2 separate regions of the Danio rerio genome follow, and region 1 is linked to region 2. The links are chromatin contacts, called in public HiCAR-type maps. All regions are on one chromosome and are shown on one strand. The core of a region is the stretch at or near the end of the contact, and the rest is flanking DNA. Distances in the headings are between cores, read along the strand shown.

Region 1 (2,700 bases), core at 160-2,659, 450 kb after region 2:
GCAACATAGACCCAAATAGAAAAACGTAATTTTAAAAAAAGAAAGAATAAGTCACAAATGCAATTGTACGATAAAAATACTGTACTAAAAATTAAGTAAAATAAGTGTTTTACAAAATGTTTGAAATGTAAAATTGCTATTAAATTAAGGCCAAACACCTATCTAAGTTTCATTAAATTGTAAAACAATTTTGAAATGTAAAACTTGGCAGTTTGTGATGAGGGTGGAGTTCAGTAAAAGGTTTAAAGTACTATTTATATGCTATGGCAAGGTCTTATTAAAAATGGTCTTCCCAAGATAAACACTAAAATGTAAAGCTTTGAATGTAGAGTGAATCAATATTTGATCAAGTCAAACAGAATATTTTTTCTATTTGCTGTCAATAGAACCCACCAGTGAACGTATGACATTAATATAACTTCGTTTGTCTAAAATAAGAAAAGTAAATACACCTGTGATGGGGAGTAAATTCTTTGATATTGTTCTTTCTATGAACCATTCAATTATTCTCCTTACCAGCAATCTGCTCCTCTGTTAGCTGATCAGCCTACAAGGAAGAACACAAAAGGCAATAATTAATTATAGATTATAATAAAGATTGTTTCAAGTCATCCTGAAGCTCTACTTCCTATATTGCGTGAACTGAACGTGTCCAACACCTGATAGCGCGTTTTACAAGTTTGATGATGTCATTCGTCACTACAACGCCCAACTCATGGCTCTGTGAATTAGCAAAACGCCGCTGTCACGGCAGACTACACTGCTGCATTTGACTAAAATAGCATACGCGCTGTTTTAAATGCATTTGAATATGGCTTATACGATAGTTAGAGGGCAACTGAATAAATTAGTTTACATCCGATCTCAAATTATAAACAAATATTAGGGAAAAAGCTGAGCCATTTTGCACAAGAATGTTCATGGTCCTGTCTAAGGTAAATGAGGCCGAGTTGTACATCCATCAACGATGTTTTTCGAGCCGTTGCCTGCCGACGCCGACATGAGGCGAGCTAGCAACAGGGAATCAATCAAGGATGTGCTAGTAAAACGCATTTCACGCTGTAAACACATGGCACAATTTTGAGACAATATGAAGTGCTGCAAAATATTTACGTTGCATTGTGAAGTGTGAAAACTGCGTGTAATCCGTTTTTAAGTGACGTTTGCCCTGGAGCTCGCGCGCTCTTTCAACAGAATGACGGCTAGCTCCCGAGGAGCTAAGCTAACGCTAGTCCATTCACACCTATCACCTCGCCATTACACCCAGTCATTTTTGTATAGCTACGTTTTACTTTGGCTATTAGGATAAAGCAATGAAGCCGTGCTTACCATTGTATTTTAGTGTGGACTACGTTGCTCGTTACGTAGAGAAAATAAACGAAAATCCAAGCGTTGCTTCCCACCCGTGCGATTGTCAAGCACTATCTTCTGCTGCTGTGCGCCCAAATTTCAATATCACTCCGCCTTGGCTCTTCGGTCCAAAGTGGGACGTCGCACTCCTTGACAACAAAGCTGTTGCTATGGTATCCCTACACCACGGAGATAAAATGTTTGAACTCCAAATCAAAAAAATTAAAGCGTTTTATTTTCTTTTAATGAATCAATATAGTGTTATCATCGGTTTTTAGCATTATCCTTCCTAAATGCTATAGCAAACAACGGCGGCTTTCGCTTGAGCGTATGTTCCGAGAGTTTATATATAGAAGTGTGATGGCGTTCGTCAGCTGACCTAGGAAATGTCTTTTGATTGGTTATCAGCCACCTGCAATGCGTCAGGGAGTCCTCGAAGAGAGCAGCTCTTAAAGGAACAGACGCGGAAAACTGAGTTGTGCATATTGTGCTGCAGTTGCCTGAGACACTTGTTATAATAATTACGGCACTTTAAGTCAATGCCTTTATTTTGGACATATTATTATTTATAAAAGTAAAAAAAACGCACAAACTTAGATTGTAAGCAACCACTGTGTGTTACCTGAAAATGTAGGCTTGGTCAGGTTTGTGGTCCCCCATGAGTAACTGACCCAGAAAAGTTTGTGAGAAGGTAAGAGGACATGAGGAAAGAGCTCATTTATCTGTGTGATTTTGAGTATGTAACTATTTCCGTTTAGATCTAAACAGTACACATAATATCAGTCATATCAGACTTTTTTGTTCAGATGATTAAGTCTCAGAGATCTCGTATAACTTACATATGAGACAGTTTCCCTCATCACTCTTGAGCCGATCTCTGTAGGGGTTCATAAATCCGTAATGCATTAAAATAGCCAGGTGAGACTGAGCTCTCCATATGCATAATGAATAGCTCTAAATAAAGAAGTCATTAGTAGAGACACCTGATATCATGCTATGCTGGAGACAATGAGAGCTGCTCCATTTTATGGTGGCAGATTTTAATAATTCAACCACGTCTCTGTTACATCTCATTATGCTGGCAACACTTATGAAAATAAATGAGGGAACCCCACCTGAAAGAATACAATGACACAACAAACAAAGATGAACTGCTTAACTTAATTTATTGTCCACGGCTTTCATTTTCATGCGTCTTTTTTCAATTACATTGAAGAAGAAACAGTTATTTTAAAGTTGGTGTAGGACACTGTTTAAAACTAAAAAACACACATTAAAAAAAGGTCTAAATAAAAAAAATGTATTTTCTTTCCACGGAATGTATCTATAGTAACAACAAATGTAAAACTA
Region 2 (2,809 bases), core at 6-2,505:
ACATGCCTTTCAGGGTCATTTTCAGGAAACTAATTATTGTGCCAAGTTTGTCCCTATGATTTAATATAGGTATAATAAGCTTTTGAAATGGGTCACATGTAATGGTGACTATTCATCGCCACAATATTTAAATGAGTTGCATCGAAAAATATTTATTTAATTTTAAATATAAAGTTTACAGTAGCTGTACTTTATCCTAGTTTTATTTTGCTATAGAAGTTTTGCATATTACCCTCACAACACAAAGCAAATGATTTATTAAAAATGGTGATATAAAAAAACCCAACATTTTATGTCTGGGTCATTTTGGGTCAGGTATGTATAGAGAAACCCTTACGTGTTAAAATACCTTTTTTTTAATTGTCTCAAGTTAGTGTTATTTTTTTACTAAAAGTTTTTTAAAGAACAATACAAAATACTAAATGTTCTTATTTTATTATTGTTTTGAACAATGAGTTAAATTTTAAAGTAATTTAATAAAGTTTACACTAATTTTCAAACTATATTTTCCTTTAAATTTTAGACTGTGGCTTTTGATTATGACTGTTTTTATAAATTATAATTTTCCCAGATGTATTATGGGGGTTAACCACGAGTATTTTGACTTAGTCTGTCCTCCTATGGGTCTTAAAATATATGTATGGAAAAATATATGGAATAAAGTTTCATGCAAAGTAGGCATACACAGCACTCATAATACAGCTAGCTGTTTTTTTCTGACAGTGACACAAAAATATTAGTTTGCTTGGGATATGATATCCTATAACAGTGGATGAACTGACTTATGAAGACAGGGAGTTAAAGGGTTTGAGGGTTGAGAACTACTGTAGACAATTAAATGTGAAATAATAAAAGTGAGAACTGCAGTTTGGTCCAGCTATTGACTGGGTGTCATTTTCTCAAGATAAGACAGTTCTTCCGAATGATAAATGTAATGCAATTGGATTTATTTAGGGTTTAATATGCTTCTTAACTGCTCATTTCCATGTATGTTTTACATATCTGTTGGTGAATAAAGGCAACATGATGGCTATTTAAAAAATTCTGTGTCGTGGATTTGTTTACCTCATCATTGCTCTGTTATTTTCTGCGGTCCTGTAATGTTCCCTACCCCATATTCCCTGAACACGCTCACAAAAGAACAACTGACCATACAATGATCACAGCGTCGATAAACGCGCCCTCCGCTGCCCGAAAACGAACCCTGCGCCTGCATCACAGGGAACTGCTCAAGCGGATGTGACGTCAGTGCGCAGTGGAGGAGCACGCGGGATTGAATCAACAATTTGACGTTCCTGTCAACGTTGTACGCTTGTGAGTATAAACCTCAAACTAGCCTAATCACAAAAAAATAAAATAATTTATGTTCTAGTTAATGTCATTAGTTATTATCAAACAAGTAATGTATGTATTTATAGTAACTTTTGTCAGTTGTAGTTTAGTATACGGTTAGGATTATTGTACTTTCACGAGATCAAAGTTGGTGTTTGAAGGTATGCAAGTTAAATTTAAACTTTATTAAACATGTCCAGGGAGTGTGATCTGATAATTATCTTGGATTGTCTACAATTAATCAATCATATTCAAGCTTGTAGCCTATATTAAGACTAGCTTCCCACGGGTAAAGCTAATACCGTAAATGTTTTTGGGTTCCATTTTAAATGGGTGTGCTTCACAATAAAAGGTTGGTGCTTGTCCAATTTTATTTTTTTTTTTGTCCAATTATTATTTTTAAATAAGCCGCTAAAGTCAAAAAGCAGGGGCCACTAAACTGTTTCCTGAAAGGCCAGTGTCCTGCAGATTTTAGCTCCAACCTTGATCAAACACACCTGAACTAGTTTATCAAGGTCTTATTAGGTATACTTGAAATATACAGGCAGGCGTGTTAAGGCAAGTTGGAGCTAAACCCTGCAGGGACACCGGCCCTCCAGGACCGGGATTGGTGACCCCTGTTGTAAAGTAATCCAAACAAAAACGAAGCAAATCACAGCCTTACAAATTTAGCTTTAAAGCAAACACGTCTATGAAACTTGGACAAAAAGACAAATGTGGGATGGCATAACAGTTATTTCTTAACATCTTTAATACAGGAAAGAACTACCCAAAATGAATCTAAAAATATATTCATTTTTTGAACTAATTCAACTGTTATTTTTCTATATTTAAGATATATTAATTCATATATAAATTAATTACTGCAAACAAATGGCTTAAACATAAGTTCATACAAATAGCCCGAGTTCATACCAGATCTGACTTTAACCATGACAAAACAAAAGATCTGTACTTGTAATGATATGATTTAAAAGTCTGTTTGAAATCAAAATTTACAATATTTATTTTGCTGGTGCACATTGTTATTTTTTAGGTGAACAATTAATCCAATGCAAATTAATCCACTTAATTTTTGGTTTTTGTTTTATTAATCTTTATTCAAAGTCTGACATTTTGCTTTGCATTAGGAGTGGCAGTTCTTCTCTGTTGACGTCAGTTTTGACAGCTGTAGCTAGAATATTCTTAAGCATGCCATCTAGCATTACTTTGCTACAAAGACATGTGCAAAGAGAAAGCCCTGCCCCATTCTCAATATTCTATTATAATAGGAATTAAATCAACATACTGAAATTTAAGTCTCATCAACTTCCAGATCATTAATAATTTGTTGACAGTTTAATTCCCAAAAAGTTCCCAGAAAAAAATGACCTATTTTCTGTTTGTTTTTCTTTTTAGGGCTTAATTGTTTGCAACTCCATACATTATTCTTTTTTCTTCTATTATAATCTGCACTTGTCTGTTGTTCATCACTATA

What was found. HiCAR-type assays count read pairs that join an accessible place to other places.
Region 1: a contact with region 2 is called in a HiCAR-type map of caudal fin, with 8 times the contacts expected there. The contact joins the promoter of calm3b here to the promoter of zgc:110782 in region 2. A contact is called at or near these places in 2 of 18 Hi-C or Micro-C datasets (caudal fin and hematopoietic stem cells) and 2 of 4 datasets of contacts at active chromatin or transcription factors (caudal fin and embryo).

What each region holds. Positions count from the first base shown.
Region 1 is chr21:29,798,246-29,800,945 of GRCz12tu, reverse strand. It overlaps calm3b (calmodulin 3b (phosphorylase kinase, delta)), which reads right to left and starts at 1,409. Exons shown (of 6, transcript NM_199570.1): 1 at 1,330-1,409; 2 at 517-547. The coding sequence starts at 1,332. It overlaps slc3a2b (solute carrier family 3 member 2b), which reads right to left. Exons shown (of 9, transcript NM_201514.2): 9 at 2,500-2,700.
Region 2 is chr21:30,244,079-30,246,887 of GRCz12tu, reverse strand. It overlaps zgc:110782, which reads left to right and starts at 1,255. Exons shown (of 2, transcript NM_001013485.2): 1 at 1,255-1,314; 2 at 2,731-2,809.